4 separate regions of the Mus musculus genome follow, and regions 1, 2 and 3 are each linked to region 4. Evidence: chromatin contacts called from public Hi-C and promoter capture Hi-C data. All regions are on one chromosome and are shown on one strand. Each heading gives the region's core, a stretch centred on a gene start, on an enhancer-like site or on the middle of the called end of the contact. The rest is flanking DNA. Distances are from core to core; before and after follow the strand shown. Region 1 holds the start of Fam110c (family with sequence similarity 110, member C). Region 2 overlaps Sh3yl1 (Sh3 domain YSC-like 1). Region 3 holds the start of Lamb1 (laminin B1). Region 4 holds the start of Sntg2 (syntrophin, gamma 2).

Evidence for each region. Promoter capture Hi-C pulls out the DNA fragments that hold promoters and counts their contacts. A called contact is a pair of places that touch in the nucleus more often than the background predicts.
Region 1: a contact with region 4 is called in a promoter capture Hi-C map of hippocampal neurons, with 3 times the contacts expected there. The contact joins the promoter of Fam110c here to the promoter of Sntg2 in region 4. A contact is called at or near these places in 2 of 39 promoter capture datasets (hippocampal neurons and liver).
Region 2: a contact with region 4 is called in a Hi-C map of rod photoreceptor, with 10 times the contacts expected there. The contact joins the enhancer-like site here to the promoter of Sntg2 in region 4. A contact is called at or near these places in 1 of 39 promoter capture datasets (hippocampal neurons), 3 of 484 Hi-C or Micro-C datasets (LSK cells and rod photoreceptor), 1 of 115 datasets of contacts at active chromatin or transcription factors (astrocytes) and 1 of 9 other capture datasets (adipose tissue).
Region 3: a contact with region 4 is called in a promoter capture Hi-C map of hippocampal neurons, with 4 times the contacts expected there. The contact joins the promoter of Lamb1 here to the promoter of Sntg2 in region 4.

What each region holds. Positions count from the first base shown.
Region 1 is chr12:31,072,660-31,078,571 of GRCm38.p6, reverse strand. It overlaps Fam110c (family with sequence similarity 110, member C), which reads right to left and starts at 4,604. Exons shown (of 2, transcript NM_027828.2): 1 at 3,250-4,604. The coding sequence starts at 4,531. The coding sequence ends at 3,266. It overlaps Gm32443 (a long non-coding RNA gene), which reads left to right. Exons shown (of 9, transcript XR_381422.3): 8 at 1,223-1,450; 9 at 1,601-1,944.
Region 2 is chr12:30,923,966-30,929,213 of GRCm38.p6, reverse strand. It overlaps Sh3yl1 (Sh3 domain YSC-like 1), which reads right to left. Exons shown (of 10, transcript NM_013709.5): 3 at 4,337-4,450; 4 at 2,340-2,404. Among named protein-coding and RNA genes, the nearest start is that of Sh3yl1, 15 kb to the right of the region's middle. Within about 2 kb of position 3,598, at least 2 of the 459 cell types and tissues checked have an H3K27ac peak or open chromatin away from gene starts, as enhancers often do. A contact at or near this core is called in rod photoreceptor, where this site is marked.
Region 3 is chr12:31,261,331-31,266,545 of GRCm38.p6, reverse strand. It overlaps Lamb1 (laminin B1), which reads right to left and starts at 1,253. Exons shown (of 33, transcript NM_008482.3): 1 at 945-1,253. The coding sequence starts at 981. Gm32899 (a long non-coding RNA gene) reads left to right here and starts at 1,454. Exons shown (of 2, transcript XR_381427.4): 1 at 1,454-1,536.
Region 4 is chr12:30,372,119-30,378,033 of GRCm38.p6, reverse strand. It overlaps Sntg2 (syntrophin, gamma 2), which reads left to right and starts at 4,659. Exons shown (of 17, transcript NM_172951.3): 1 at 4,659-4,876. The coding sequence starts at 4,805.

The DNA of each region.
Region 1 (5,912 bases), core at 3,355-5,854, 700 kb before region 4:
ACAACAATGCACGGCCTCGCCTGTGTTTGGTTTTATGACGGCTCTATTATTTCGAAACATCTTTTGTGTTTCAAATTTTGAAAGAAAAGTCTATAGAGAGATTTATCTGGCTTCTCTTTAAAAAAAAAAGAAAGTCTCTCTGTACAAGCCTTTTCCTGGAATTTGGAAAGTTCTCTTTCCTCCCAAAGCTCATGGGTGGAATACTGACAAAGGCAGAGTTAACTGCTCTAGGGATGGACGACAAAACTAATAGCAAGGGATGCTGTCCACTGGGACACTTGAGGCAAACAAAGATCATGAGCTCCAACATGTCTGGGTGCTGACTGAGAAGCAGGGAAGGACGGCCCTCGTGCTTTGGGCTATTTGTTTACACTCTGTTCCTGGAGAGCTCCCAGTGTAGACTAGAGATCCCAGTGTAGATCATGAAGATGGGAACAACATCTGTCTTCCAAATATGTGACAGTTTAGTCCTTCCGCAGGTCTCCTTTCTTTACAAATGGGAAATGTGAAGATAATTGTGACTATCTTAAATTTTGTCCAAAAATCAAGCAGCGTTTATCTTTAACCATCCCGAAGGACAAGTTATCACTTTTCATGCACACATTAAAACCAGCAATTTATATATTTTATTTTTAAAATGTCAGAAAAACCTAAGTTTCAGCAGGTAATCCTTTGATAAATTGATGGACAGGATGGTCATTGAAAATCAGGAAATGGGAGGTCAACGCTCTGGAATTATACCCTGGAAAACACTACTAAAATGGTTCATGCGTGACCGTTCATCTCCTCATGTCCCTAGAAGGGGGTGGAGTGGGTGGGATGAGAATCCTATGATTCTCTGTTTTCAGTTACACTGGTTTCAGTGTTGACCAGCAAATGTTTAAGTCCACTGAATAAGACATTTATAAATTTGCACTTTAATTCTGAATGTTTCTTTTATTGTGTTTTATAAGTGTCTAACTAAGAAAGCCAAACATTCGTGTAAATCAATGGTTCAAACTTTCCAGTGCTGCCACCCTTTAGTACGGTTTGTCCCCCAAAGGGGGCATGGGCCACAGGTTGAGAGACTCTGATATAAATGGTATTTATATTCTTTCACTCATAATTCCACCCTTGTTCATCTCAATGCTCTGTAACTTTTATAAAACCCCACTTCAACACAAATGCAAACTAGAAGAAAACCTGACCTTACAGATTTTGATTTTTGATTCTGTATCTTCAGATACCCTAGGAACTGAGTTAGAACTGCGTGGGCGTGCTCTGCTCTGCTGTACGCTTTGGTGCTGCCCACTAGGACTTGCTCTTTCTGGAGAACACAGAGTCTGGAGGAAGCGCAGAGAGCTCAGATCTTGCCCGGGATTGTCACTTCATGGTCCCAGTGTTCCAGACACCTCTGCAGTGCTTACATAGCACAGACTGCTTCGTGGGTGAAGCAGAGTAAAGTTATGAGGTAAACTTCCTGTGGCGACTGCCAGAAGCCTTGAGAAGATCTGGGCAACTATCTCCTGGGTTTTATTTCAGCTTATTTCTATGTCATTGTGTTACCTCACCATTATTTATATTCCAAACAGGTAATTCTTCTCTTGTGTTTCGCTCGCAGACTAAAAGTATACAGATATTTGATGACACGGAAAGTAAAATACAGAAGATGAGCACTCTCTTGCTGTGGCTTTGCCCTTTTTAAAAAATATAGACAAAGCAAGTCAGCCCTAATATGTGTGCATCAGGACCTCCAAAACCTGTGACATCACATAGGTGGGACCTACAGACCTGTTACCAAGACAACAGCTACCATGTTCCCAGAATCCACTTGGCTTTCCTCCCACCTTTACCTATGTTACTTCATTATCTATACATATAAGGGGAATGCCCCTCCCCCCCTTTTTCCCCTTCTCTTTCTGCTGCCCCTCCCCTACCCCACCTCTCCCAATAAACCTCTTACATATGGAACTGTTTGGGCCCTGTGTGCTGTGTTCAGACGCGAGCCGCTATTTTAACACATCAAGCCCTTTGCTGGTTCCCTCTCTCTATGCCACAATGCCCACAGTGACACCATGACACACCCTTGCCATCATGCACATATCTCAGATTCAAGGACAATTTTGTGCAAATACAAATTGATATAGGTTTTTGGTTTTTGTTGTCCTCTTTATTATTATCATCTGTACACATTCCCTGGGGATGTGTACTAACGTAACATGCAAATCTTCAATACATTATAAGAAAGAACCTGAATTTAAGAAAAGTTAACTCACCCCTCCTTACTATTTTTACATCTGTATAAAGGGCCACTAAACAGTACTTTAAGGATTTCTGTTGTTCTTAAACACAGGTTGCTGAGTCTATGCATCTTGGGGGGCTGTCCCCTGAGATTCACATTCTAGTGAGGTCTCTTCTGTTAGTATTTATCTCAATGCCAGAAAACGTAATGATTTTTAAAAACTTTTTCATAGTAACTTGCTCTCAAAGGCAGAATGGGGAAAAAAAGCCATTGAAATGTTTAAATGCTTTGTTCTTAAGGATACTCATATAAAAGTGTCTCCTCTTTTTTACTCCAAAGGAACATTCATAACAAATTAGAAGGAGGGAGGGTGGGCAGCCTTCCCTCTTTATTACAGGCTGAGGATAGAGGAGTCTATGGTTAAATCCTGGACCAGGTGCTTATACTGTGTACTATCGCCAGTGGAAAAACAAACAAACAAACAAACAAACAAACACAGTCACAGCAGTTTACACTGGAATGCAGTCTAGATCAGAGCCTTCAGTCAAAACAATTCAAATGCAGCTATTTTCATACTAAAGAAATATTAAGGTCTCAACACTTCAAAGCCTGAGGAAGGAGAGCGCCTGGAGTGTTTCTTACTGCTGAAAGTGAGACATCAGGGCGTACCAGGGGCCAAGGATGTCCTGAGGACATCAGGAAGACCCAGCAGGAGACAGTCCAGGTGCGTAGCGGCCTAAAGCTCAGAAGCTACCTACTTTCAAAACGGGAAATGGCCGCAGTGTAAAACTGCAGCCAGGAAGTATTTTTGTACTTCAGGTTTCTTCCATTTTAACTACAATAAGGCGGCAGGGAGAGAGTTAACTTAATGACCTTTCCGGGCACTCAGATTCAACACTAGGAGGGCACATGGGTGCCTTCATTCCGTAGGAGCTATACATTAACCATGAGCTGCGATTGGCCAGCACCCAGCTTAGCCAGCAGCACGCATAAACACAAACCCCACCTTCCAGCTTCCTGGCACTCACCTGGATCAGATGTCAATCAGGCAGGTCCCTGTAATTTCTGGCTGGGGGTTTCTTTGGCCTTCTTGCAGGTAAACAGCCACTTTATGATACGGGCGTTCCTTTCTACTACCGAGGTGGTGCTAGGCACCTGCTCCAGGAGTTCCTCTTCTTGCAACCCGTCCTCGCTGTGCCTGGAAAAGCTACTATCAGAAGCAGCCATGCTCACGCTACGCACTTTGAGTGTAACACAGTCGGATCCAGCAGAAAAGTTCTCCCTCCCGAGAGCCTCCACTACGTCAGGGTCCAGGCCACAATACTTGAAGAAGGTGTCGGACTCAGCCTTGGCTATCGAGTAGCGGGAGCTGAGATCTGACTGAGAGCGCTGCAATCCTTTGCTACGCGACACCCGCAGCTGCACACCGGAGCATCCGACAGGAACCCTGGGAGCCACTTCAAAAGGCAAGGCTGGGGACTTCACAGCTACTACAGGGGTTGGAGGTGGTAACATAGAGGCTGGTCTGGTGGCTGCTGCCTGGCTCGACTTAGTCCAAGTGGCCTCTGTTTCCTTCGTCGTCTTATCTTCATTCGCCACCCTGGTCTTCTCAGCTGGGGACTTCACGGCTACAACAGGGGTTGGAGGTGGTAACATAGAGGCTGGTCTGGCGGCTGCTGCCTGGCTCGACTTAGTCCAAGTGGCCTCTGTTTCCTTCGTCGTCTTATCTTCATTCGCCACCCTGGTCTTCTCAGCTGGGGACTTCACGGCTACAACAGGGGTTGGAGGTGGTAACATAGAGGCTGGTCTGGCGGCTGCTGCCTGGCTCGACTTAGTCCAAGTGGCCTCTGTTTCCTTCGTCGTCTTATCCTCATCCGCCACCCTGGTCGTCTCAGGGGCCACTGCCATTTTGTCCTTGCCAGACCCCTGGAAAAACTTCTTCATCAGTCCCACTCTGGAACAGTCTGCATCTGACCCTCGTACGAATTCACATTTCTGCCGATAGATGACCAACGAATCAGGTCTCAGAGGCTTTCGAGCGATAGCCCTGCGTGCTACAGGAGCTGGGGCAAGAGCCGAAGGGATCGGGTTGCGGTGCTGCACCCCTGGGGCCTCAGGGACCCTGTGTTCAGATACAGGACCCCGGCTAGATCCCAGCGTGCTGCGAACATACTTGGCGCGGTCCGCTGCCAGTCTCTCCACAGCGCTCTTGTTCGCTGGCCGCGGGGTGAGAGTGTCCTCCGCTGCCCTGGGGTCCCCGAGAGGTGGCCGCATTCTAGCAAGCGAGTCCAGGGTCGGCAGGGCGCGCATTCTTGCAGGACTCGAACCCACCAGGCTGGTGTCCAGTAGAGACTACTTAAGTTCCGGCGCCACCCTGCCCGAGTCCGTTCCGAAGTCCGCAAGGGGTGGGGAAACACGCCCTACGGCCCCTCCGCCCAGATCCGGAGTTGGGGCGAGCCAGAGTGGCTGGGAAAGGTGAATCATTCCGGCGCCAGCTGGCTCCTCCCACCCAGGACTTGAACCTCCTACACCTGCTGTCCCCGCCCCTTACCTTTTGGTTTCCCGGGCACGAACCCACAACCCCACCCCCAGCCTCCTGTCAGGTGCCCTATCTCTTGTTTCCTACTTACTACATCCAAACATCCCTTGTCTCCAGCCAATACTCGCAAATCTTCTCCTCTGTCTTACCGTCCCCCGACCCCACACTCCCTCTTCTGGAAGGTGGGGAAGTTTCACAAGGTGAGGCTGCGAGGGACCAAGCCTGCTTGCTCAGCGCCAGGCATCTCAGGCTTCCTTCTAGCTTTCAGAGTCTTTGAGGTCTTTCTTTACTGGGGGCTCAAGAGTCCAGAGATAAGGGTCAGAAAGAAGCGCTCCGCCCAGCCCCCCCGCATCCACCTTTACACATACACACAAACAATATGTCCTTTTAATTCTTAAAGTGACCTCATTACATTTGGAAATTTTCCGTTTTATTTCTGTAGTTTTTTTTGTACGATTTGGAGGAAATAGGGTACGAAAGAAAACATTTACCATGTCAAGATTAGTGTGGGCTGACAGAACCCAAGAACCACCTGAGACCCGACTTAAATCCACAAGTCATTGGCTGGTGCCACAAGTCTCATTACCATATTGTTGTTGTTATTATTATTAAGAAAAACCCTAACACCTGTAAGAATCAACCCTGGTGATTAGAAAACCTAGGGCTTGCCAACAAGGGAAATCAGCCCAAGATTGTAGAAAGCTTAAGAAGATATTTCCAAAATTCCATCGATCATAGAGTTGGACAGAAGACTGAAAGTATCTGCCAGACAAGTGAAATGCTCACGTTATCTCCTTTGTGGGGGCGGTCTTGGGTCTTGGGTCGTGCTGACCAGTCCAAGCTGCAGTTAAATGCTCTGGACATACAGTTGCAGGGTTTAGTCCAATTCTTTCTGGAAAAGAGCTTTGAGTGCCATTGTACCACAGGAGGGGTAGAGAAGCCTTCCTAAAAAGAGAGGCGCATAGCAAGTGTGTTTAGTGAGCCACGGGAGAACCACGTGGGGACCCAAGTCAGCCGAAAGTCAGAAAGTCAGACTGTCCACATAGTCTGGTTGGAAATGAGGAAATGAGATACCTTTTTTTTTTCCTTGTTGGAAATTGGGTCGGTACTCAATAACTTATGAGGGTCAGAGAGAAATAAAGAGAATATAAG
Region 2 (5,248 bases), core at 2,349-4,848, 550 kb before region 4:
TGGTATCCAGTCCCTCCTCTCAGTAGTTGTACACAATCAGGCCCTAATTCCATAAGGCCTCAGGGTTTTCCAGGGAACTAGGAAGTACAGGTTAGGAAAACTAAGACTAAGTGGCAGCATTGGGGGCAGTGTGCACCTGTGCAGCTACAGGGAAACTGTTCTAGGCAGTAGGTGAAGACTACAGCGAGAATCTACCACTTAACTCCCCTTCTCTCTAGGAAAAAAATTTCTTACAGCAAATGGTAAATTTGTGTGTTATTGTTGCGGCTCCTAGTATTTAATTTTTTAATTGTCTAATCAAGGGTATTTATACGTAAAGGTTAAGATGGCTGGATGTTTTTATGACTCAGAGGAAAAATATGACTTGTCATCTAAATCTACAACGGCAGATGTTTAGCTTGCTGATTAGTTTCACCTTATTTCTTATATGGTCTTTTTTACAAATAATGTTCACCCATTCAAGGTCATTGGTTTCTCTAGAGCTCTTACTGAGGTGTAAGTGCACTTTCTCAGGGTCAGGGAGACAACCAAAAAAGTTACAGAAGATACAAATTTGAGGTTCTATCTCTGAAAATAGAATAAATGACATTAATAAAGATGGGGACAGATCCATAAAAGTTCAAAGCCCCATACAGCAGATCTAAATATATTGTATAGGGATTCTGGAGAAGCAGTGGAGAAGAAAATAACAATTACTGTATACTCAGCATCTCCCAAACTCACATGTGAGGACTGTGTAAACAGAGTAACGCTGTCCTTAAGCCTGTTGGCCGAACAGTACGGTATCTACAGTGAATGGTACAGTATCTGCAGGGAATAGTACAGTATCTGCAGTGAACAGTATCTGCAGTGAACAGTACAGTATCTGCAGTGAACAGTATGGTATCTGCAGTGAACAGTACGGTATCTGCAGCCCAGTTCACCTGGTCATGCATGACCTTGACGCTGGACTGCAATTCTCCTTCTCCTGAGAAAGCTAATCCCAGGGATTTCCCACCGACAGCAATAGGAACAGGCTTTCCCTTACTCTACATGGAATTCCTGGGGAACCGTCAATTATTTAGTACCTATATTTTAGGGCATCTGTTTCAAAAGCACTTTAAAAGAAGCAATAAAAATACTAAAGACAGTATTTAAGATGCAATAAGTAACTCTAGGTAATAATTCAAAACTACATTTAAAAAACTAATAATTATCTTTTTTGGATGTTAATGAAATAAATTCCAGAACTAATTTTATACTACCATCAATATAAGCTTCGTGATCCAAACTTTGTAAATGGTAAAATTAAAAAAATTATAACATATTATTCTAAGAGCTTTTTATGCATGTCAGTCTATTTGATTATTAGTATAAGCTAAATGAAGGCCATCTCCATCTCTATGTTGTAGACGAAGAGAGTTCCTTTCAACATCACACAGCAGGTGGGTGCTCTGGCTAGAATTTGAGCCACTGCCACCCTCCCCCATAGAGTAGTTCACCCAGTAACCCATGTTGCTTTGAAAACAATAAAGTATAACTTTAATGAGATGTTTGTTTAATGTCCTCATGTTTCATTATATTTCCTTTTTTAAGGCAATTAAACTGGAAAAAATTCTCAATTTCTAAAGAGTGATCTTTGAAGGTCTTTAGTTTTTTTGAAATTTAAGTTACCTATTACTACTTAGTCTCTCAACACGTTCAAAACAAATGACATCTTATCTGATGCTCAAAGCAGGCTCACGTGGAGTTGGGGCAATCAGACGGCATAGGGACTATAGAAATGGCAGGGTGTAAAAAGACGATTGGGAATTGTGGAATAAGAGATGGAGACTGGAAATAAGGAGTGGGATCAAACGAAGAGGGCTGGGGACATCAGAACTGGAAGTCCGGGGAGCTTATCTGAGGAAAGGAATGGCCAGGAGAAGGCACCAGAGGCCATGGCTGCTGGGAGCAGTACTTCTAAGGTTCCACAGTGGATTCTACTGTCTACACTGCTGGTGAGAAGCAGAACTCAAACATTCTGTGTTTATGTTGTCTTGGATGTATACAACAGTTAATACAGAAGGCAAAAGACAGATAAATTTACATTAAGGGAAGGAAGGAGGTAAGAGGAGAGGAGAGGAGGGGAGGGAAGAGGGGAAGGGAATGGGGGAGAGGGGAGGAGAGGGGAGGGGAGAGGGGAGGAGAGGGGAGGGGAGAGGGGAGGAGAGGGGAGGGGAGAGGGGAGGGGAGGGGAGGGAAACAATCTGATTTCTTCTGTAAGAAGCAAAATAAGGTCATTCTGGAGCCTCCACCCCACCATGCTGAGCCTGGGCTACCTTTAGGGATTGTGACAACGGTGTAGACAGCCCACTTACCTCTATTCCTATTTCAAATCCTCCACCAAGCCCAGCTATCCCAATGGCTGAAGGTGCAGACCATTCTGACAAAAAACAAGAACATTTGAATATATAAAATGTGTCATATAAATATTAAGTAAAGGAATACTTATTTTTTAAAAGACTCTTGAATCTTATACTTTAAAATCATGTCAAAATTAAATGTTTTTAAAAAGATACTAAGTATTCACCAAGAATGTCACACTTACAAACTCATGTAACGCACGCTTTCCCTAATGGCTCACATATGCCTAAACTATGATCGAATTATCCACTTAACATAATACAACAGTAAGAATTTTAACTATCAATATTTTTTAAAGCTTAACTGCCCACGTAAGGTCACAATGGTGTCAGACATAAGAGATCAAGATTCAAGAGTGTTTCAATGACTCCTGGGGGCAGGGACTGGTAATATAACTCTAAACTGTTGCTGTCATATATTGTTTTGGCACCTCTTGTGCAAAAGAAGTTTCCTTTATATTTGTAATCTAAGCACAATATTTCTATTTGGAGTTTAAAAACTGATATGCACTTATTTTTTCTGGATAGAAACAAATGAAGAAAAACTCCTTTTAGCTTGGTGTTGAGAGTGTTTATCTCTAAACGATGCTTCTATGCTGACCTCCCTTTGCTGGGGACTCACCCTAGAGAAGTATTATTGAAGGATACTTCTGGAACTAACCTGCTGGTCTTGGAAGAGATTGGATTACAGAATTAGTGCCTAGTAATCCTGAAGCTGCTTTTCAGTCCTGTGCCTGGCAATGCCTACCTTACTGGCCTGTTCTCTGGGATCAGAAACTCGCCTTGCCCTTTTTTGGGCAGCCTTTCTGTTAGTTTCAGCAGGTGGGTAGCTGTTTTTTTCTGGAAGATGGGGGAAGGAAACTCAGCCTTTGAAAACAATAGGGAGATGCAGTGTGGTGGAGAGCAGGAATAGAAAGGTTGGTAGAGACAGCCCCTTAGGTTTAAGCAGCAAGTGTCTGTTGTGGATAGCATGGATCTGTAGAACCTCCGGGAGGGTCCAGCCCGCCACTGCGTTTGCTGTCACTGCTGAGACCTCTGCCCTTGAGCATCTGGGTAACAGTTCATAGAAAGAGCTTCGTATTTTCTAACTTTAAAGATTTAGGATTTTAACTGAATTGATTGAGCTGAACTGAAAGGATTACATGGTGAGAGTTTTTATTAAAGGGCCTATAGAAGGAAAGTGACTGGGTACAGCACTGGAGTTATGCTGTACTCCAGTACCAAAGGCAACCCTGAACTATGAAAAGCAGACCCTAACTGTGGGAAGATAACCCTGCTGGCTCTGGGGACACCTGCAGGAAACGACGAATCCAAATAAAGGGATAAAGGACGTGTTTATCAACACCCGTACTTATGACCTGAAGGTATAAATGATAAATTAGTTATTGACAGTGCAAGGTGTCTCCTTACATGAACAACAACACAGGTCAAACTGAAAAGGCACTTTAGTTGGTTCTGACATGTGACTATGTTTTTAAATACTAGTATAAGGCTCTCAAGGTTCATAGCAAAGATAGCAAATGCATTTTGAATTTGTCTCATAAAGATCAAATTACAGTTTTTAGTCCAAAAAAAATGTAACAATGCTTTCAACATGACTGCTGGCAGGAGGCAGGAGGCCTTCCTATGTCTTACAGAGAAACCAAGATGGCATTCATGCACAGAGGAAATGTGCTTTTCCATGGAACTGAGAAGTAAGAACTCCTATTTAATAAATGTGTGTAGTATTCAAGAAAGCGTTCTAATGGAAGGCCTACAAAATGTAATGGAACAGTCAGATACGCCTTGAGTAATGACCTAGCAATAATCTAAGGCCAGCTTCCCTGCTCTTCCTGACACATACTGCATGCTTTAGAAGAAGCACAGGTGGCATTCACACTGGTCATACTCCCTATGAGACCAGACAGATGCAGAACACAGAAGATGTTAGGTCTCTTCAAGTATCAACTTACTTCCATCCGGAAGACGCGCCAGGACAATCCCACTGCCTCCCCTGGCTGTGACCAGAAACCCGGCTTTAATCACAGACAAAACTGCAAGACCTTTAGCTTTTGCAATCACGTGGGCTGCAAACAAACAAAATAGCAATGACTAAAAGACAGCTTGTGACAGAGCTTTGATTTCAAAGATACATAGCTGAATTCTTTACTTATTACTATGAAAATTCAGTGATTTGCTATTTCAAAGGTTATTTTAAAACTCATAATCTGTTTGAACTACCATTTTATACTGAAATTCTCATTTATGTATAAAACTAACGTATTCATATTTCAGAGTTCATGACATAAAATGAGATTTTAAGTGAATGTGCCCACTAAAGGAACAACCTCACCACAATGTGAATTTGCTTACATAATAGCTTATTTTTCACACTTATGTTTCAGCCTTTCAAAGACATCACTGGAAGGCAGTTTAAGCCCAGGCGTGGTAGTACACACCTTTAATTCTAGTACTTAGAAGGTAGAAGCAAGAGGATATTTGAGAGTTCCAGGCTAGCCTGGTATACATAGTGAATTCCAAGCTAACCTGGGTTAGTGGAGCCCTGTATCCAAACCAAACCAAACCAAACCAAACCAAACCAAACCAAACCAAACCAACCAACCAAAAAACCCCACACATATACACAAAAGGTTTATAAATTCCTCTACACAGTGTGAAATTTCTAATTCTACAATGATAAAAGAGTCCTGTAAACCATTGTAAATCATGTCCCCAGAGCATAGCAAGGACAGGACACACATAACTTTCGGAACCTTCCTGTGTGGGAGGTAGAGGACAAGGGTACCTTCCTGTGCACCAGAAATTGAGGACACCTCTCCTTTGAAGGTTTGCTTTTATTTTTATTTTATGTATATGTGTGAGTG
Region 3 (5,215 bases), core at 4-2,503, 890 kb before region 4:
TAGGCGCAGAAAAGGCCTGGAAAGCTGGGACAAGGAAAAGACAGAAGGATGAAAGAAAAAAAAAAGACTCAGAATCGTCATTAGGTTTGACTAGCAGTCAGCTGAGCGCAGCACCCAGAAAATACAACTGACTTTTTTGTCTACTCTGATCTACCCCTCTATGAAAGGTGGACAGAGTGATCCGGTCACTTCGAAGTGCCTGGACCAGGGCGCAGTGAGGTTGACCCTGCCAAGCGCTGCACACCCGCTAATGAAAACCCGCGTGCACATGGCAGTGCGCGCATCCTCGGTGTGAGTGTGGTTAGTCTGGGGGCGGGGGGGGGGCACAAAAATATGTCCGCGTGCACGCGCCAGGGTCACCGGCGATTGCGCCGGGTGAGGCACCGCGTTTGCCACAGAAGCCCTGAGCTAGAGACGACTGGTGTGTCTCTGTAGTGGCTTCAACGCTTCGCCATTCCAGCAAAGCACCCGGCCCAACTGTTCATGGTGCCACCCCGAGACAAACAAGGATGGTTAATTAAAGCCACATGGCTCCAATCTGTTCCCAAGTCGAAGCCTGCTCTGGGCCCCGACACTTTTGTGCGTAATTGGTTTTTCCAGGACCCTCCGCAGTCTGCCCAGCCACAGCAGGGAGCCTGCCTTCCGCAGTGGGGAAACAGCGTTTAACTGGTAAAAGGTGCAAAGCCCTGGAGCGATCACCTCGGAAACCTGCAGGAGCGCGAGCTCTGTGCGCAGAACCCAGTGGATGCGGGTCCGCGGAGCTCCGCGTGCGCGGTCCCTGGCCACCACCGAAGCGAGAGCGGTGGCGATCTCACGGCGTCATTTCCAACCACTCTCTCTCCCCCGATCCCCCAAAACTGCCTTCAAAGCGGGGGCAAACCGGTTTGGGGGTTTTCTTCCCTAATGCCGGAGCACACCCCTCCCCCCAACCCTTACTGAGTTACCTAGGACACCAAAGGCGAACACCTGGAGCAGCCCCATGTCCAGTCCTCGCAGACGAGGGGACGCGGCACGGGAAGGAGGACGCAGCAGGCAAGCTGCCTGTCTTTTCTTCGGGTCTTCCTTTCTGGAGAGGTAGCGGGGAGAAAAGGCAAATGTTGGGAGAGAGGAGAGGGGCCCTTCCATTTCCTGCCGCTCCCACGGAAGCGGGGGCTGGGCCCAGGAAGGGGGTCAAGTCGCTTAACTACTTTGTTCTCCTCACCCGGCTGGGCGAGCGCTCAACCCGCTCCTGGCAGCCCACCGGCCCAAAGAAGGGAATTAGAAAGTTTCGCCTAGGGAGGAACCGAGGGAGGCGTCTCTGCTCATGCGCACATGGAGAGCGGGGGCGGAGGGGGCGGAGGACAGCAAGTTGGCTAGGGGTGGGGGTTGAGGTCCAGGTCCCACCTCCCCAGGCGCCTCTTTTGTTTTAAGGCAGCGTCTGCTGAAGCTGTAGGGCATTGGTACTTGAGTTCCCAGCGTGGGCTGGCGGGTCCGTTTCTGGGCGCGCTTCCCAAGTGGAGCAAGCTGGGGAGGGATGCGTCGGGGCTGGTCCCGGAGGTAGGTGTGTAGATCGGCCGGCAAAGGGGGCCGGTAGGACCTACCGCGGACTTATACATTTACGTTTATAAGAAGTGAGTCACGAAATGTGCCCAAGGCTAGGAACTCTGGCAACTAGCGCTAGAGGGAGGTGAGCTAGGTTAAGCCCTTAGAAAAAGGGTCAACCTGTCTGGCTCTTAGGAACTTGAGCTCCTATAAGCATCCTTACACCACGACTCAGGATCAAAGAGCTAGAGCTTTGCGTGGGTGGGTGCTACATGTGTGGTGTCTTCCTATTTCATAGGAAGGACACCAGTGGCTGCACATTCTTTGCGCACGAATTTATTCGGGACGTACCTATAATCTCTGGTACCCAGGGGGTTATAGCTCTGAATTCTCTTCTGTTAAAATATACACAAAATAACCTGTGTTACCTGATCCCGGGTAATTTCTTGAATTCCTTTTCCCACTTCACGGTGGAAGGGTTGACACAGCCAGGAAGTTGGAGATTTTTGATGAGACACCCTTCTCCACACTACAAACAGAATCCTGCAACCACCTTAAGCACGCAGGGAGGGGAAATGGGGGGGTGCTCTAAGGAAGCCTCTCATAGCGCTTCAAGGTTAAGTGGGGGTAAACAGAAGGTCTCTGTCACTGGGGAAACCTTAGAAAGGAAAAAGAGCTTGGGGACCACAGACCCCAAACCTTTGTAAGAGCCCAACTTGTCTGCCTTAAGTGTTCCTTAGTCTGACCCTGGAATGAGGGAGCTTAAGTCAGCTGTTAGACTAGTCAGGTGTGATTGCTTTCCAGCCATCACAAGGAGAAGGGATTAAGCGGCTGATTGGTCAGTTTTTAACTCAGCTGAAACGAAATTGGGCCTAGGGAAGTTTATAATCATTAGACCATAGAGTTCGCTGTTCTTGGAGTTTAGAAACCTGTGTTAATTATTCTCCAAATCAGCCCTTGCCCCGATGCAGTTTCTCCAGTATTTGGCCCCGCAGATGCTTGGGATTCCCAACGGCTGGCTGCACAGCCTGCAGGGATTGAGAGTACCCTACAGTCGAAAGGGTTTCATTCTGCAATGGGTGTCTAATAATATAATGCCAACCTATGCTCCTTGCTCAACCTTTAGGGCCATGAACTAAAGTTTTATATTGGTTTACATCTACCCAAGTTGCAGGTGACATTCAACTCCTCTTTTCTTCCTTCCTTCCTTCCTTCCTTTCTTTAACACTTTGGTGGTTTTTTTTTTTTAAAGATTTATTTATTTTATGTATATGAGTGCATTGTTGCTATCTTCAGGCACACCAGAAGAGGGCATTGGATCCCATTACAGATGGTTGTGAGCCACCATGTGGTTGTTGGGAATTGAACTCATGACCTCTGGAAGGGCAGTCAGTGCTCTTAACCACAATGCCATCTCTCCAGCCCACAACTCCTCTTTTCTGAGACTGGCTTTTGCTACAGTAGCAGACAAGTCCTGCTGGCCCCCTGCCCCTGGTCAGTGAACTCTCTCTTTATAAAGGGTCAGCCACCTTCAACACTCTCAAGAGACTGGCTGCTTTCCTGACCACCTCGCTCACAGGAACCAACACTACTAAAAACAAAAACTAAATAAGGGTTTTTGCGCTTGCGTGTGACGCATGTGCGTGGGGGCCATCGGTTGACATCTGGTATCTTTCTCCGTTATCCTCCTTATTTATTGAGACAGTGTCTCGTTGAATCTGGAGCTCACTGAGCCCACCTCAGACTTGCCTCCTCTTCTCTGCTAAGAGCAACATGCTCATATAAAAAGCTGCTGGATCTCTTTCATCTTAACTAGCCGTGAAAGGAGCCCTGGAGCACCGTGCAGCCCCTGTCTTCCATTCCTTCCTCTCTGTAGCCCAGGCTCTTGTCCTTAGGGTTTCTGCTTCCTCACAGCTCCACCTCTGCCCCACCACAATCCTGCCTGCTTCCATCTCTACCATGGCTCTTAGCTTGTTCAGCTGAATGCAGTGCAGTGCAGTGCAGTGTACACACACACACACACACACACACACTCACACACCCACGCCATGGTCCTCTTTGTCCCTGTAGGGACATATGCTTCAAATGACCACACCCTCCCTCTTTGAGACTCCTCCGTCCGGGCGCCCAGGACACAATTCGGATGCTTCTCCCAGGATTTGACCTTTTCTATTTCTCTTTGCCATCTCTGATCCGGTAAACACCAGTGTTCCCCAAGGTCATATCTTCTCTATTTGCCTCCATTCACACACGGTCATCCACATCCAGGGGCTCCACCAACTGCCCTTGTCCTCCTCTCTGTCCACATCTGTATCCTTTATCTGACTCAGAACTTTCTAACAGGCCACCAAGTGGCTCCACTTTGCTTATGAACAGGCACGTAAAATTGATGCACAACCGAGCTCATCCTTCCACCCACCCTCAGACAACAAGATGAGTTAACTGTCATTTGGAGTATTGGTGCCGTGGTTCACCCCTTACCTAGAAAGCCGGGGACTTTCATGTGTCCTGGTGTGATTAGCAGGGAAACAAACTTGGAACTCCGTTATTGTTAATAATGACAGTGACAGCAGAGGGTATAAATAACATGTCAATGAAGCCAGCCCAGCTCGCAAATCATGGATACATCTCCTTCAGCAACTCCTTTGACCTGACCATGAGGTCCTGCTCTGATTTCCTAGCATCTAGCTGCCTCCCCAGCCCCCCACCCCCAGCCCTGGCATTCTTATTTCCAGATCCTGTCCTCTCCAGTTAGCTCCTCCCCAGGACTCTCAGGAGTCTTCAGAATCATAGCCTTCATCATATCATTCTCTTGTTTAAAAGCTATAGTGTGTGTCCTCATGACTACTCATGTGCCCTCTATGGTGACGGAGTTGCACGTCCACTTGGCTTTTTGCACAGCCTTTCCCTCTTCCAGCATTAAGCCAGATGCAGTGTTTGTGACCCAATGCTCCAACTATGTGCTTATGCGCTTATCTCTCCCAGGAGACAATGAAGCAAGGACAAGCACCACATTTTCCCCCACCCACCCAGACACTGGCCAGCACACCACCAGGTCCACCAGAGAGGTGCTCAGTAAGCAGGGTTTGAATCAAAGTTAAGACTAGTCTCTGTTGTAAAAACATCCTTAATTCATATATGTCTAGTTACCTACTATGAATTTGTTTCTAGTAGGAGGACGTCCCTGCCCTATTGAGTTCATTTTAGGAATACTTTCGAATTTTACACATGAACAAATTCTTGCAGCTTAATAAAGTATATACAACTTCATTTTTTTTTTCCTGAAAATGTTGCAAGTTTGGGAGGAGTGGCTATCTTGGTAATCAGCCTGCTCAGGGCTTCACTCTGGCCAGCTACACTTTCATTCATACCCACCCTGGAGAACTCTCCGATTTGGAATGGGCAGGTGGGATTGCAGATTATTGCCTATTATGTCTGAGAAAATATGGGGCAGGTATCTCCTGGAGGCACGTATTATTCCCACTTGAAACACTTCCACCCAGAACCACTTTCCAGGTCATCTCATTTCCCAGGATTTAAATGCCAAGTGTGCATCATCTTACATTCTGATGAACAGTGAGGCAGCGAGGACTTTGCATTCAAGGCTTTGATCTTTAGATCGGAGAACCTGACTATTTACATAAGCTTGTTCTTTAGAAAAGTATTTGGATTTTGGCTACTTTGAAAATTAGAT
Region 4 (5,915 bases), core at 3,410-5,909:
AGTTATTCTAGGTTATCCACCTGCATCTGAAAACTTGGAGCTAGAAACCACAAAGTCAGTTTCATTTCCTAATGTATCCTAGCTGGTTCCCTCACCATCTGCACAAGCTCTCAAGTAGGTGGGTCACCCACAGAACCTCAGTCTCTCTCCTCGCCATATGACTGATGAGCACAGCCATAGATGTTCTCCTGCACTTGCCCTCCCTGGATACAATCCAGGGACTCCATCTCCCCCATCTCTGGAGCTCTAGGTCCTCAAAGCAGCTTCATCAGGTCTGTTGAGGACACAAGGCAGAGCTCTTCCCATGCTGCTAGTGCCCCACACACCTGCTTCCACCAGTGTCCAACCCATGAGTGATCAATAATCTTTTATACTGTGGGTAATGTCAGCGTCTGCCTCTCTGAGAAAGCTCATGTCATAATCTACTGCATGAGGGTAATGCTACAACCCTAAACTGTCTCATGTAAAATAATGTTATTCCAAATTACAGAGGCAAAACTGGGCTCACAGCCTTATTATAATAGCTCTTGACTAATGATAAGGTGATCTGATCAAAAATGACTAGAGACAGAAAAACAGAGTTGACAAATATGACTGAGTTTTGACTTGTTAAAAAAAGAAGTAAAACCTGTGTAGTGGAAAAGAATTAATATAAGAATATGGTGAAATGAAAGTTTTGTCAGCTTTAACTTGACACATTAAAATCTATAAATATCAATTAAAATAGTCATAAGTAAAATTAATATTTAATAAAGTTTTTTTAAAAAACTAAGCTTGAAAAAAGCTATAGCAAAAATAGACAGCTTATGAAAATAGGAAGGACAACATTAATATGCTGAATATCCTTCCCAATAATCAGAAAGAACTCCAGATAGTAAGCCTGTACAATGTGGAAGGAAATAATACAATTGATGAGCAAAAAGCCAAAGTACTTTTGAAATGATCATGAATCCAAGTGTAGTGCACATTCCCCTACACACCTACACATACACACAATGACACTATAAAATTATTATCTGGCCACTCTCAATGATGGACATGGGCAAGGATCACACCAGTGGCCATCCCAACTACCCACTATCACATATGTGACATTGCAGTCCCATTGGGATGCTCTCCTGCTGGTGCTGTCCCTGTTTCTTCACACAAAGACTGAACAGTGCCCATGAGTAGATTACAGTCTCCCTTCCTGGCAGTACTGTGGGCGCTTGCTGAAGCTAGGCCACACAGTAGTTGGAGATCATACCTTGTTGCTTGTTCTGAGGGAGACCAGATGCTATCTACATGCATCCCTTGAAGGTAACTGGAGGAGAGGGATTGTGACCCGAACATAATTCCAGGGCCACCTGAGCCCAGAAGACCTTCATGGCCAGTAACTCTCAGCTCCTGAACCACAGATCCTAGGTGAGACGGCTACTCATCCTTGAGGAATCACATTTCAGAAATGGAGAACCCAATTCATGTTTATGGTCTAAAATGTACTTAGTATTTACAATATGTATTATTTAATTTTACAGTGGATAAGTCTGAAGTCATTAACTTAACCACGTGATTTAGTTAATACAATGAGAGTTGAGGCAGATGTAGCATCATGCTTTCTAGTCTAATGTATTGTGATAGCCCTAAAAGTATATATTAATAAACCAAATGAGGGAAAGAGTTCAATCAAACCCAAAATATCAAGACTGAAGCAATTCCTGGCATAGTAACACATGACCCAGAGCTAGATCTGGAGCCAAAGAAAGCAAAAGAGAATGGACATTATTAGAAACATCTGTATAATTTGAATCAGTCTTTGCTATATTAGCAAAAAAAAAATCTGATATGGAAGCATAAGCTTCCAACGGAGGGATGGGACTACAGTTTGGTTTTGAGTATCCCCCTTAGGCCCATGTGTCAAAGACAGGGTCCCTGGGGTGGCATTACAGAAGGTACTTTTAGCTATTAGTAGGCAGGCCTCATGGTTAGTCTTTTAGACATTTGCTGTGTCCCTCTGATGCAGACAATAGGACCAAGACCACTGACAGCCTCCTCTCCTTGCTTCAGAGAAATGGGGTGAGCATATCGTGTGGTTAATACTGACTATCTGCTTGGAAGAAAGCAGAACCACCTCTGGAAGACAAACTGTGGGTGTCACTGCTCCAGAGGCTGTGAGATCTGGGAGAATAAAGCCAATAAATGAGGTGGACTAAGGTCTCAATAGCCAACTTTATACAGAGCCCCAGACAATTTACACTCTGAGAGGAAAGAAAAGTCATGTGGGTAACATTCTCATGAATTCAAGCTGTATCCAGTCACAGGGACAAAGGTCATGTGGCAAAAAACCCATGTTTTCCCATAGAGGCATCAATATTTAATTGAGTTAGAGCAGCAAGACGTAATAAGTCATCTGCAGAGACTCACTGCTATCTACTACACCCAGAAGCACAGAAACACATCCCAGGAACAATTCCTTGTTTTGAAGAAACTGAGGTTGCCAGTCTCTTGTCTTATTTTCTTTGTGGTGCTCCCACAAGCACCCAGACTTCTCCTCACAGGAGACTCCATTCCTGGACTGCATTCTGACATCTGAGCATGTTAGTGAGGGAGTTTCCATATTGATTTAAGTGAGGTGGGAAGACCCGCTCTGAATGCGGCTTGCATCAGTGCACGCCGTGGAGTCGTGGACTGAATAAAAGGGAGCAATTTACTTGAGCACCGAGTATTCATCTCTTCCTTCTTCCCGACTGTAGGTGCAATGCACCAGCTTCACCCGGTTCTCAGTGCCGTGGCTTTCCTGTCACCATGGCTGTGTGAGACATTTACAGTGTTTCTGCTAACTGGAGGTAATAGTTAAGGAGACAGTGACTCACTTTGGGGAACATTCCGGAAACAACTCTACTTGCACCATGGAAACTTCTGAGTCAAACTGTAGGAAATTCACACCACATAGGCCTGCTCAGATTTTTTTTTTTTGGATGGTCAGTGTTTTACTGTTAACTTTTGTGAACTGGATCCCCACTGTTTTGGAAATGAAGTAGCAGAACTCTTACGAGCAACCCTAGCTCTTGATGCACAAAATCTGAGAAATTACAATTCAAGCCTGAACTGTATAGTTTCCCAAGGCAGCCCCGGTGCACGTCACCTATCCTGAATCAAGAAACAGAATGAGTACAGACAGGGCTCCAATGAGCACCAAGAAAGACACAGAATTCACCAAATTAATGATTAGCTTAGGTTTCAGCAAAGGATGCCCAAGTCGTTTTCTACTTGCAAAATTTGAACTAATATGCAGTCTACCAACTCTAACATGATGAATAACTACATGCTTGTCTCTCCTTCAGACTATGGGATGAGTCTTCCCTTTGTAAGAAGTCTATCTTTAGAGCTCTGATTTCTCAGAGATTGAACCCATCTACTTTGCAAGACGCAACCTCAAATGAGTTGCATGACCTCATTCTTATGCTAGGTTTTTCTACAAACAAAAATTGCTAAACATTTTTTTATCCAGTCATCTAAGGCTCGCTTTTTATACTGGGAAAGCATAAAAAGATGGTCATAACCCTCTTTGTCCATGAACCAAAGCCGCAGAATTGTAGGCAGGTGCTAAATAAGACTTGGGAATGTGGAAAGCTTTGCTCCTGTACTGCTGGGTCACAAGCCCAGGGCTGCTCAGGTTTTAGCTGTGCATGGTTTGTTTGTCCATTGTGGGCCATGAAAACCCCACATTAGACTGCCAGTCTTTCCTAATAGTGCAGCAGTAAAGATAAGCATCGCGGGGTGCTGTCCACTGGCACATACATGCCTGTGAGTGATGGGGCTGAGGTATAAGACCTGAAGAGGGAGGAAAATATGTTTGCTTTTTAGTTAAGTATTGGCAACCCTTGGGTGAGGGTGCAGACAGGCATAGACTTTTAGCCCAGACTAATTTTTATTTACATTTATACTAGTATGATATGAATCTATAAAACCCAATATCACTTTTATGACATTTCTTTTGTTACAAATTTGGTCAAATAAGAGACGTTCTTAACTGGGACTGGTGACTAAGCTGGAGCCCTTTGTGGGAGGCAGAGTGAAATTAGGGGTACAGATCCCAAGCTGCCCTCAGATGGGAACTGGAGCCTAAGCAGATGCCAAGAGAGGAAAAGACAGACATACAGGAATGGAGACCACTGAGGCTGAAGGACTTAGTATGTTCATATGCTCTCATTTTTCCCAGAAAGTGGGTCCTTAGGGTAGCCAGTCTAGGCTACTGTGTGGAAGTCCGGAGACACCAAAAGGACCCAAGGCTGTTGTCAGGACAAAGTACCACTACACTCAGAATCTAAGAAGCTTTGCCAGCAGAAGTGGCTACAGTGAAGGTATCACCAGAATCCACTGGTAATAGCTTCCTGGTCCCCCATGACCCAGGTGCCCGGTTAGCCTTCCAACCCTAAGGGATGCGCGCATCTGAGCTTGTTTCAGCTTTCTACTTTGCTGACCGAGGTGGGGGAAGTGATGGTCTCAGCAAGGAGGTGGCAACCAGCTCACAAACCAGTTCACCCCTCACTGACAGGAGGTGGAAGGGCAGAGCTGATGGGCGGGGTTACCGGGCATGAGGCGTGGCTTGATGGTAATGGGCGGGGCTTGGTGGGCGGTGAGCAGAGTAGTAGGGGCCGGGCTGCTGGGAGGTGGGCGGGGTTCCGTGCCTGCCCTGCTTGCTAGCGCAGTGGCTGCTGGCTCTGTCCGCCCCAGCCCGTCCACAGAGGGGCGCGGGCGCCGTGCTGGCGCTGGACTTAGGAGCTCCGGAGCCCGAAGCGCACGCCTAGCCGCGTGGGCGGCGATGAGCGCCGAGGGATCGCAGTCCCTGGCCGCCCCCCGCGGGCGTCCTAGTCACCTACTGGTGCCCGCGCGGGTGAGTGGGGTCCCCTGGAGGCCCTCTTCCTCAACCTCTGAGTCCCTTCAGTCTCCCTGCCTACCCTCCTCTCCCAGCGCCTCCTCCTTTCTTGAGTCCTTGTATCCCCCTTTCCGGGTGGCTCTTGTGGGCGGGGGTTGGCTCTGGGCCCTGGGCATAGTGGATAACACTAGCCCCTGGGCACCGCAATCTTGTCTTCCTTGCCTCACAGTTACAGCGTGCAGGTTTTTATTTTCTTATCTTTAACATCTGGGTCATGGGGCACAGGTGCTTTCCTTTACAGCGTGGTAACTAAGGCTTCCAGACCATGGGGTTTGGGCTCTGTCCAGTATTTCTTCCAAGGAGTGGTCTCTCTGGTCGTAGGCAGGGCTCTGGCAGCCACTCAGGCACTATGCAGGGCTTCTTGTTGTCCCCTTGATGAGGTGTGGTGCCAACTGCCTCTGTCTATCGCTTGGGCCACCAGCTCAGTATCGCCCAGAAACCAAGAGAATGCTGATGGGCCAACTTTGCAACATGTTTTTAAAAGTCTATTCTAGGTCCTACCCACCCACCCCCCTATTTTTAAAAGAAACGAAACTATTGATTGACAAAACCCTGAAATGTTGATTTAAACAAAAACGGAAAGTTCTTGGAAACCTTCAAGTTGCCACCCACACAGCTCAGCCAAGTGTTCTGGAGAGGGTGCAAGCCAGCAGCTGTTTATCATGGCCTTAGGAAGCTGTGTGCGTGTGTCCTGGGGTGCAGTCACGCCTCCTTTTTAACTTTGCTCAAGAGCCCAAGCCTTCAGCACTACAGGAGAATAAGGTCCTTTTAGGGTAACAAAGGTTTCTAAGACTGTAGGCTGGAGTGGCTGCTAACTGTCCAGTCACAAGGCTTCAGAAATAGCTAGTGCACAGTGGTATGTTTAATGTGTCAAGACCAGTGTATCTGCTTTGCAAACTGAACCATCCTACAGAGTCCCTCAACATCGTCCACATTTTGGGTGGAATGTGGTGGGATTTGGGTTTTTTGTTTGTTTTAATTATTTTTTAATACTTTG